Regions from separate parts of the Mus musculus genome. Here region 2 is linked to region 1. Evidence: chromatin contacts called from public Hi-C data. All regions are on one chromosome and are shown on one strand. The core of a region is the stretch at or near the end of the contact, and the rest is flanking DNA. Distances in the headings are between cores, read along the strand shown.

Region 1 (5,752 bases), core at 1,339-3,838:
CCTGTATACCATCACAGTTTCACCTTTCCTTATGAACCACATGATACACATCTGCTTATCAATCCCATTTCAGCAGCTGATTGGTTATTAGTTTGCCTTCCCCACCCCACCCCCAATCCTGTATATGAGATGTCTTTTGCTCAAAACCAGAAAACATTTGGTTTCTTTTATGACCAACAAGTCTGGAGATGTTTCCTTTTCTATCTTCTGATAATCACAGAAGTAGCTATACTTCTTCAGTCCAATTGTATTGAGAACCCACACAATATAAATATACGTGACCATTTAATAACTAGTGGTTACCTACAAGATGGAAGAAATAAACAGCTGAAGAGAGAATTTTATAATATGAGCTTCTTATGGAGGTTATGAGGATAGTGTGAGCCCAATTCATTTATGAAAGAGAGGATAAAAAAGGAAGTGGATCAACCACAGGGCTCTCCCTGGAGGCATAAAACATTTCTCTGACCACTATGTGATCCTTATAGGCAAAGTCAAAAATGAGGATCCAGGAATAGTAGTTGCCTTGGTTAACAGGCTCCAATTTGCTAACAAATAAAGGAAGACATCTCAAGTTTTATAAAAAGACTGAGGGTACATGCCAAGCTAGGGAAACTGAGACTTCCCATATCCTTTTTGCTGATTGCACCTGACCGAAGAAATAATTCCTCACTCTGGACCACATGTCAGAGTTTATAGAACCCACTCAGGATCTCAGTCTATCATCTCTCCCACTTTGTCCCTACCTCCCTCCTTCCTTTCCTCCCTCTCTCCATCTTTTCATCTTTTCTTTCCATCTTCCCTCCAGTGTTTACTGAAGAGCAGCCCTGAGTCAGGTGCTCCACTAAGCTAAGCAGGGCAGGCCAGGCCACACCGGCCTTGACTTCAGAAGTTCAAGTTGTTTAAAATTAGAACATGACACAGTTCCTGTATGTACCAGATGCCAGCAGTGCTTGGGGACAGCAGAGCACCTCGATGTTTTCTATAAAAGCATTTCCTTTTCCTCACTTCACGTTGGGAAAGAATTCAAGAGAGAAAGAACAAGGCGCTGGTGTTTTCTCAGGAATCTGACTCACCTCCTTCCCCCTCCAACAACAGCATCCCCTTTCCTGCCCCTGAGGTATGAAGGCAAGTCCAACCCCATTCCAGGCCTCCCCAGCATCTTCTCCCAACAGAGCGTCAGTTTCAGTGGTCCATCTCCAGAAGCTTTGTTATTGATTCCAGCCACATTTTGCAACACTCTGCAGGCTGCTGGTGTTTAAAAGCAGCACATTTCACATTTGCTTTTTTGAGCCCGTTTCTTGTTGTTTCCCACATATTTCCAGTGAATGAACAGATTAGTAAGTGCGCCTCTCTTTTTATTTTTTTTTTTCCTTAAAGGACAAAAGTTAAACATCCTGTTCTGACTGCAGAGGAACTTTTAAGGTTTCTGGAATCCATTAAAGCCCAAAATGTCACAGGAAAGTTATTCTGGAGCTTGCAAAAACACAATTTTACACTTCTGATGTCCATTGGACATGTTTGCCTGTCCTTGGAAGGCATCATCAGTTCTTTCTTCATTCCCTTTGTCCTCTCTCCTTCCTTCCAGAAACATGGAAGGAAGCCAGATGTGTAATGCTAAGTACTTTACAAACATTCTCTTATTTAATCATCAAACAACCCCTTTGTGAAGTTGAGATGCGCTGGCTAGCTTGACCTGGGTTGCCCAGCTACGAAGCTGTGCGGGAACTTTTCACCTACCTTTCCCATCTTTCACTCTGCCCCCTACCTTCCCCCTAGCAGCTCCTAGATTCACACAGCGAGGCTTTGTCAGCTTCCCCAATCTCTATAGAAAGGAGGGTGTAGATAGTGGAAGCACAGCCACTGGTGTGGTCTAGAGGAGAACTGGAGTTCTAGCCTTCCCTCTTGGATGAAGACTAAGTATCTCCATTTCTAAGTGGACATGCCAACTTCAAACCTTACAGACCTTACGGTTGAGATCGAGCACAGAGCATCTGGTTCCACAATCCTATAAACATCGCTGTCGTTACATATTGTACTTCTTGGCAGAAGACAGGCAGGTGGCTCTGAAGTTGGACAGTATGGCTAAATGTAGGGAAATCTCTCACCTCTGAGAAGAGCCAGATTAGCTATGATGGAGCTCTAGAATGAGGCTCTAGCTGGCTGCAGCTTTGCAGTCAAAACTGTGCCTTTGAAATCTGCTAATGGCCTGTTCCTGCCCCCGGGGCCTTCCAGCCTGCCTTCATTTGAACTCTTGTTAGAAAGTGACAGAATAACAGGTCTGGACGGCATGGAAGGAAGGGGAGGGGTCCGAGGGGGAGCACAACCAGTAAATTGCATCACACGCACAGCCAAGTTCTAAAGCATAAGAGGAACACAGCCAAAGGGCCTCCTCTGGAGCAGCCCTCACCCTCATTCCATCATGTGCCTGGGGCTTTTTCCAGGCCTCTTCTAGCTGGGGAAGGGCTTGGGAGGTCTGTGCTAGTGATAATGCAGTTGAAAGACAGGGGCACTGTCTGGCTGGGTCAGTTACTGGCTCAGAAGCATCACGAAAACATCCCTCTCAGAACATAAACCCTGTCTGGGAAGTAGAAAGGACAGGCTGCCTCTTGGCCTCACAGTACTGACCCCAGAGGAAGGGAGGATGCAGAGAAACAGGTCACACACAGTCAAATGATGTCTCTTGATCCTTCTCTGATCTCCCTAGAAAAGACTCTCTTGGGAATTTGCATGGGAATGCTTTCTCTTTGCTCTTGGCAATCTTAGGCAGCCCTGAACTTCAGATGCCTTGCCTAATTCTGAGTCCCTAGAGCTTTCCCTGTGACTCTTAAGGAAGAGTAGTAGTACCTCAGAATCTCATGTTGAGCTCAGGACACAGTCCCATTTGTGCCTACAGGCCTCAGCTTTTCTGCTTGCACTCAGGGCAGAGTGCAGGTCCATATAAATGAATTCTTTGACCTTTGTGATGAATGACAGTTGTCCCCATGTTCATTCAGTGTTTCATGTTTAACATAGTCTTCATATATGCCTTTGCAGAGCAATACCCAAAGCCCAGAGGATGAAGAAATCCGCTGTTTCTATAGCTGTAACTAAGAGATGAATCCAGGCCCAACTAAATCCAAATCACTGTGTGTATACCAATATCTCATCCCTGATTGTATTTGTTTCAGGGCAGTTCTCTGGACTGAATTATCACCACTATTCATAGTAAGTATCAAGCATACTAGACAGGAAGACCATTAGAAACCAATGTATGGGTGTAAACAGCTGTAAGTCCAGCACTGAGTCAAGGAGACTTAGAGTTTCAGGCTAGCCTGGGCTACATCGAAAGACAAAGGAGGAAGAGAAAGAGCAAGAGGGAGAATACTTACTCAGTGGATGCAAACTCTTACTTTCCAAATGAGAACATCATGCTTAGAAAAAGGACAGAAACCAGAGGTACACAGCCACTCAGTTGTAAGTTTCATAGCCTTGTTTCCTTGACCTTTGGGAGTAATTACCACCCATGCTGTGAAGTTGTATTCTTTTGTATTACATGAACTATCAAACGTGGAACAAAATTCTAGGTATTGAGTCTTCAGTGAAACTTTGTCCAGAGTGTTAGCTGGCCAGGTAACGCAAAAGTACAGCATCAGGCAGGCCAGGTGCATGGTAAGTCAGCTTGTGGAGAAAGAAAAGTCCAGAAAAGCAGGGTTTGCTGGACTGGTAGTCCATCAGCAAGGACACTAAGCCTCATCTCCCACTACTGCCTTGCTATTCTCATCTTCGGGTCAAGGGTGTGACTGCCCACAGAGGAAGCCTGAACCCAACTGTAATTCTGAGGGCAGACATGAGTGTTGGCACAGGGAGAGTGCTCCTGAAGGCTGGAAACAGATTGCCAGACCTTGTGTCTAGTTCTGGGGGTAACTCAGTGACTTCATCTCTTCCAGTACTCAGGTCTTCCTGCAGACCACACCTGGCTCTTTGCAAGATTCTCCAACCCCAGTCTTAGAGCACCAGAAGCCAAGGATCCAGCTTTAGTGGTCTGCCCAGGGCAGAAAGCAGCAAGGACATAGCACACCCAAGGCAAAAGTCCAGAGTGGCTAGCAAGTATGGAGGGAGAAACTTAAGTCCTATTGGGGTATCCACACCTCACTAATTACCCAGCTTATGGGGATGAGAGAAGACATGAGCTCCATATGAATATACAAGCACATCCCTCTTACAGTCTCATGCCCTGCTCAGGCAAAGGTCACTTGGGACTAGTCCATAACACCCTCTGGATTTGGCAGACCCAGGGTTCTGGGACCACAACAGCAAGCTGGGAAGGAAGGTCTTTCTAGAACTCTAGCTCCGATTGCTTTGTCACTCAAGGCACAGCCCTTTTTAGTACTTCAGTTTTCTTATTTGTGACATAGACACAAATGCCCACTTTCCAGGATCACCATAAGAAGCAATGGAATGAAGTGTCGCTCCTAGCTTAGAGCAAGAATCTTGCTGACCATGCCTGCCAATAGCTCCATAATGCCAGCCTAGGTGCCCACCTTGACCTCCTGGAGACTTTGTGGAGGGCTGTTTTGATATGAAATGGCAACCCCGTTCATTAGGTGAAGGTCAGAAGCAAACCTAAGAATCAGTTCGCCCCTTCCTTTAGTGAGGGTTCTGGATAGGAAGCCTAAGTCGTCAGGCTTGGAGGTGGGGTTCCCACCTCTGAGACATCTCGCTGGCCTCGGCCTCCATTCTGAGGAAGGACTTCCGACTCTTTCCATTGCTGTAGTTTCCATATGGATGGCCCCTTTTGTGACCATGGCAGGATCAGAAGAAAAATATGAAAGTGCTTGATTGTGCAGTGAAGCCTGGGCCTTTCTGTCTCATACTGTTATTCAAAGTCTGTTCTGGTCCATGTCCTAGACTGTCATGAGACATACACACAAGATGCAGTGCCAGCCCTCAGCAGCTCACACCTCATGTCCACCACAACACAAAGAGTTGTCACTGTGATCTAGGGTCCAGGAAGGAGGACTGCAGAGCCCAGACAGCAACACTGGAATCTGGGGCTGTGTGAAGAACAGGAACTTGCTGTGGTGGAGTGGGGTCAATAGGTGTTCCCGCATATGCTGCTGTCTGCTCACATGGCAGGAGGTGTGGAATGCCCCAGCGTTTAATACTGCGACGTGCAGTGTGACTGTATTCAAGGTGTCTCAGTGCATGGCCCTTAAAACTTGATGGGGAAAGGCAGAGCCAAAAATTCCAGAGGACCCTGAGTTCATCCTTCAGACACAAAACTCCTGTGCATGGATGGGGGCTCTGTTCCAGAATGACCAAAGGGATGGACAGGTGTGACTGGTCATAAAAAGGAAGGAGACCCAGAGTTGGGGGCAATGACTCCTGGTCATGATGAGGCCATGGGGATTGGATAGGAGAAAATAACCCCACAGAGGCTTCTTGGGGTGAGTAGAAGTAAGTCCTGACCCTCCTGGCAATCCAGCCAAAGGGCACAGGAGAGAAGGGAGAACCTCAGCTTCCAATTTATACCAGCTTTACTCAGCTCCAGACTGCAGTGAGTGATGTCAACACCCAAGTGGATGGGGCAAGGAGAGGAGAGGGTGGCCCTGGATGTCAGTGACTCCTACCAGTAAGCACTGGGTGTCAGTCCCATGTAAGTGCACTCACACGGCAGCTCACAACTGTCTGTCACTCTAGTTCCAGGGAATCCATCACTTTCTTCTGTCCTCCGTAGGCACTAGGCATGCACATGGCACACAGACAAGCA
Region 2 (5,752 bases), core at 823-3,322, 68 kb after region 1:
CAGAAAGCCAGGGTCATGAGACTTGGACACTACCCTTGCACATCCTTCTATGTGAAGCTCTATCGGCAGCCAGAGGCCTCAACAGTCTTGAGGTCTGGAGATCTGGAAGCTTTAGGGCTTGTCACCCTGCTGAGGTCAGGAAGACTTCAGGGCAATCATAAAGTAGGAACTAAGCTTGTTAGTGGAGCTTCCCAGGTGAGAAGCTGACAGGGGGGTCTGACTGATGTCTCCAGAGGGCATGGTTTGCATAACAGAGAACAAATATAGCTCTGGCTGCAGTGGTGAGATTGATAAAGTAACCTTTGGCAGCCAGGATGGAACAGGGCCTGAGGCCCAGTGCCCCTTACCCACTAACTGTATACCTCCTCACTCCTCCATCCCCGTCCTCAGCAATGAGTGCTCCCTGATGCTACAGCTGCAGGCCACTGGCATTGTTAGTATTCATAATGGGAGGGCCACTCAGAAGTCCTCCCTGAGAAACCTGTGGTCCCTACCCCCCTGAGGGGCACAGTAGCCACAGATATGTTTTATTCAAATAGTATACAGTAAAATATTATTACTTAGAGTCAAGATAATTGATAGGAGTGCAGCAATCTCCTTCAACCATAAACCTGGGCTGACCCAGATGAACCAGACCACATAATCATACTTCAAGGCCCCTCTGTGAACCCTGCTTCCCTCCCTGCCCTCTCCCACTGCATATCCCGTAGTTCTTACAAGAATGGCTGACTCTTCCATGGGCCTAGGAGTCTCAGGGGAGACAGCAAAGGGTGCTGAGGTAGCCTCTAGCCTGACATGGGGCAGGACCTAGGGAGGCTCTCAGAGGGTATTTGCTGGGTAGATGGGTACAGGGAAATGGGTAGTTGAGTATAATCAACAGACCTGGGCACTTGGCTATCCCTAGCCACAGGTCAGGGGAGCCTACACTGAACCCCTCCCCCATAACTTCACCCCAGCCCTGCCTAGACCGTATCTTTGTCACCCCATCACACACCAATCTCTCTCGAACTCTAGGGACATTCCATGATCTATTGGAAATGTTATCATATGCCCTCCACTTAAACTTGTCATGGGAGATTTAAGGCCCCAGACAAGTCTAATGACATCATTAATTTGCTTCTCCCCCAGCCCTGGCCCAGACCCAGGCCCCATCCTTGGCATGGGGCCAAAGCCCATCATCATGAGACTCTAAGAGAGTGCTAGGCAGTGGCTGGGAAGCCCAGGGGAAGCTGAATATCCAGTCCTACTTCTTCATGGTTTTGAAGTTTCACTCTTTCTTGTTCTTATAAATAGCTCAAGTCTCCCTGGGGAATCCTTATGCAGATGCACTTTGTGGGCAGGAAGCAGAGCAGGAAGGAGGGGTACCTGCTCATAGATCCCATGATCCACAGAAGAAAGAAGGGGATCAGGTCCTCTTCCTTCACTTCTGTCTGATAGTTCTAATGACCATCTGTCATCTCTGTAGGCCACCTGTCCCTGATAACCCATAGCATCACATGAAGGTGACAATGCAGGATGCCATTACACATATATTGTGTGTGTATGTGATGCATATATATATATGGCTATATTCACAGTGCCTTACTGTGCTAGCATCTTTCAAAGCTGGTCTCATTGAATCCATGTAAAAGTCATGTATGTCACCCTGTTACCAATGAAGAATGTGGGACTCAGAGAGACCACATAACCTAGAGTGCACCAGGCAATGAAAGGTACAACCCAAGCTGCACTGGCTGTGTGACTGCAGGACCTGTGCTCATCAACACTCTTCCTCAACTGCCAATCATCCTGCTCATCCATCCACTTGTTCAGTGACTTAACAAACACTAACATGTAGTAAAGCTTGGCCTCCTATCCTCTCCCAAACCCCATAAATGGAGAAGAGCCTTTGAGAGGCGTGTTTCTGGAAATAGTCCTTCTAGTCATAGCCTCTCTGTTCTCCACCCTGACTCAAAAATCTTTAGCATCTCCTGGAACTACATCAAGTCAAGTGTGACCTATTTCATCAGAGCTGCCAGTCATCCCTTCCAGTGTGGAGGAGGATAAGAACTCCATTCCCTCATTTGTCTATCTGCCAAGCAAGCAGTCTCTGGGTGCCAGCTCTGTACTGGCCTAGGCATGAGCAGGGCTGCTGTGCACATTGTACACATTGTGCACTACTCAGGCTGAGACAATCACATCACTTCCTTCTCCATCCCAGAGCAGTGGGTCCGGCTCCTCTGACAAAGGAGCTGTAAGATGCAGATACTCTTACTATCCATTTCTCTCACTTGTTCTTGGCAGAGCAGAGGCAGATGTCCTGCCCTCCTCACAAACCCTCAGGGTTCAGGCTGTTGACTCCCCCATCTTTCTCAGAAAGGATGTTGATAACTCCTCTGTGGCTGTAAAAAAAAAAAAAAAAAAAAAAAACATGTGCTTGGGTTAAAAAGCCATAAAAATTGGCTTTCCTAGGGGACTAAGATCTCTAGGAAGTTGGTGTCGTTGGGTACAACCTCCCCTCATGTTTCAGTCCAGACTAGTATTTTATGGTTTGTACTTAGTTAGGTGACAATGAGGAATGTCCTATGAACAGGAGCTTGAAGGATGCTATGCATGGGGAATGGAGAGGAAAGACAGTGTGATTTCATTCACTGCCTTACTTTCCCCAGCAGCTCCATGCACATGTTGAAGGAGATGGTGCTAGAATGGCTGGACCTACCTTCCAGGCCAGAGAGATGAAACAATAAAAACACAACAACCCAGAAGGGGCAGTGCAATCTTACATTCACATTTGACCCCTGATAGGCATCTTTTATGTAGCAGGCCCTGGGGACTTGGAATGACCCGACTTTGTCCTTAAACTCAAGGATCCCTCTGCCTAGTTTAAGAGCACATCCACAGAGCTGTTGCCAGGCCTCAGGCTGTGTGGAAAGTGACACAGTAGGGAGAGAAAAGGACCCAGAACTGTAAAGATGGACAATCTCTAGGCAGCTTATCCCACAAGCATCAGTCTGGAAGGATCTGTGATCCTGGGATAGTTTTCAAGAAGTTTCTGAAAATTTGAAGACAGATGGGCAGACAGTGGCTCAGACATGGGAAAAGGTGAAAGTTCTGCCCTGCTCATCTCTGTAGAGCAAAGCGCTGAATAAGGCCACAGTAGTGACCCTCATCTCCTTTAATCCCTCCCATCAGTCCTTCCTACAAATGAGAGTCAGGGCTCAGCAAAGTGGAGTGGCTTGGTCACTATACGCTGTATCAGAACTGAATCCAAAGCTCAAGTCACCTTCACCCCAAGCCCTATGGCCTTCTCGACATAGCTGTCATTCTCACCCTCTTGTTGAATTGGGTTCCTTGTCCACGTAGTGCTGGATTCAGGGCTGAAGGAAGGACATAAGGAACCCAGCATAGTCCCAACACCCTGGGTCCCAACCTCCAGAGAAATACCAGGCAGACCTGGGTGTAGCTCCACTATACACTGGCTGTGACCACAGGTCTCAAGCTCTTTCTCTCTCAGGCTTGCTTCACATGTACAACGGTAGCAGTGCTCATCTTTGAGGGTATGAGGGTTGATGATAAACAGGAAACAGAGAGCATGCTCTAGGGCTTCAGAAAGGTAAGTCGACAGTCCTACCTGGGGTTTATCTGACATGTGCCCTGCCACATCAAGACCTAAAGGACCTGTCTTACCATTGCAGCTACCCAACTTCATCAACACCACCCTCCCACCTCATGAGCAGGTGACAGCCCAGGAAATCGACAGCTACTTCCGGCAGGAGCTCATCTACAAGAGGAATGAGCGCATGGGAAAGAGGGTCATGGCGCTGCTGCAGGAAAACCAGGACAAGATCTGCTTCTTTGCCTTCGGAGCAGGTTTGGCTCTGACCTCTACTTGTCAAGGGAAAAGCTGAGGCCCAGAAGAGGGTATGAAAGCCACATAGTACCCAGTAGCAGAGCTAGAACCCTAGTGCTTCCCCAGCTTCTGAATCACGTGTTCTCTCATAGCATCTCCCTTGGCAAGGGAAGCACCCCCTGCCCAGTACAGGTTAACTTTCTCAGGTCCTTCAAGTACCAGGTGGATATATGTGAGACCCAAACAATCTTTCCGTTCTCATCCAAGTCTGGACCCACTCAACCTAGAACCAGGGCTAATCAGAAGGGTCTGTGGCCTCATGAGTGAGGAAGGGAGACAGCCCACAGTTGTAACTCCAACTCCAACAGGGCCATATGTCATGTCACCTTAGCTGGTACTTTCTCAAAAGTTCAATTTTTCTCTTCTGTTAATGGGAAGGACAGCATCAACGATTTGATGAATGTAAAGTATCCAAGCTATAGTGTAGCTGTAAGGATGAGTGACATTTAAATAACCTTACATATGGTGGGGACCCAGAATGGCACTTGCAATCATCATTATCACTATCATCATCACAATTATAATGAACCATGGCAACATAGTGATGCTTAGCATGAGCTAAATGTTTCTGGGGATTTTTCTTCTCCTGCAAAGGGATCAGAAGATGTCTACACAGGGCTCCTTGGGGCCCTTAGTCTCTGTTCCTCTTTACCCTTCCTGCTTTTCTCTGGCTGTCTCCAATGGCTGCATTGGAGCCAGGATTGTATGCAAGTTCTGAGTTAGTCAATTTTGGATCTGTGATTTATAATAACTATTTACTTGCTGCCACTTAAATGTGTGGAATCCACCTGTGTTCTGTGAAAATTTTAAAATAACTTACAGCTGGGTGTGATGATGTACACCCATAGTCCAAACCCTCTGGACAAATAGGCAGGTAGATCTCTGAGGCCAGCCTGGCCTGACTAGTAAGTTCAAAGTCAGCCAGAGATATAGAGTAAGCCCTATCTCAGACAAACAAGATGGCAGCTTATAGATCAGTCCACTGCTCTGCCTCTCTTCCTATAGCCTTTACCTACACCCTTCAGGCCAAGCAGTCAGTCCAAACCACACGGGCCCCTGTGAATATTTAGACTCTGTAAACGGGGCTGTCCACAGTCTATCTCTGTGCCTCCTCTGCCCCCGTTCAGCTCCAAGGATGTTGAGAGTCAGAGTTGGGAGTATATTTATCCAAGCTGTTTTCCCCACTTGTGAATCTCCATCAAAGTGAGGCTCATAGGAGAATCTCAGACATGGATGCAGGCCCTTGGAAAATAGCTCATAAAGGCCATGGAAACTGCATAGAGAGAGAGCTCTGCCCCCTCAATGACTGGTATGGTCCACTGCAGGCTCCAGCAGGTCTTCTTCCCTCTTATACCCTCAGTTTGCTCACTTAGACAGAAGGCTCTGGCTTTGACTTGAATTGTCTTGGATTACAGGCTGTCTAGAATTCTGGCACAGGTGTAAGGGACAGGTGGGGCCTCCCAGGGTATCTGTGAGGGGCCTTCTGAAGGAACCCACAAGAACAGAACCTATACTAATACATGGAGATGGGAGTATCACTCTCCGTCTTACAGAATATCTGCAGGGTCCCTAGTGTGAGCCATGTAGCCATGAGGACTTGTACAAAGGAGTGGCCCCTCAGCACCTCTTCTCTCAGTTGCCACCAGCCACCTCTAGGCAGTGTGTTTTGTACTAAGTGGCCTTAAGTGGATGCAGTACGGCAGCCACTGGAGTCCCCTAGCTCCCTAGTTACTCGGAGAGAGCACAATCACTGAGGGAAGCCAGTGACAGAGCAGGATGCCCCTCAAGAACAGGCCCAAGATGATGGTGGTCTTTGCACCAGCTTTCTGCTATGGCTGAGGAAGCTGAGAACCTAAAGATACA

The links. Hi-C and Micro-C count contacts between places; a contact is called where the count stands out from the background.
Region 2: a Hi-C map of uterus shows a contact between it and region 1. The contact joins two enhancer-like sites. A contact is called at or near these places in 1 of 15 datasets of contacts at CTCF or cohesin (the NIH/3T3 cell line) and 3 of 484 Hi-C or Micro-C datasets (the HPC-7 cell line, nephron progenitors and uterus).

What each region holds. Positions count from the first base shown.
Region 1 is chr4:114,514,528-114,520,279 of GRCm38.p6, forward strand. All of the region lies in intron 2 of Trabd2b (TraB domain containing 2B), which reads left to right. Among named protein-coding and RNA genes, the nearest start is that of Gm33710, 93 kb to the left of the region's middle. Within about 2 kb of position 2,589, at least 27 of the 459 cell types and tissues checked have an H3K27ac peak or open chromatin away from gene starts, as enhancers often do. A contact at or near this core is called in uterus, where this site is marked.
Region 2 is chr4:114,582,784-114,588,535 of GRCm38.p6, forward strand. Trabd2b (TraB domain containing 2B) reads left to right here. Exons shown (of 7, transcript NM_001085549.1): 4 at 3,675-3,849. It overlaps Gm33655 (a long non-coding RNA gene), which reads right to left. Exons shown (of 4, transcript XR_003955095.1): 3 at 2,271-2,381. Among named protein-coding and RNA genes, the nearest start is that of Gm12829, 95 kb to the right of the region's middle. Within about 2 kb of position 2,073, at least 22 of the 459 cell types and tissues checked have an H3K27ac peak or open chromatin away from gene starts, as enhancers often do. A contact at or near this core is called in uterus, where this site is marked.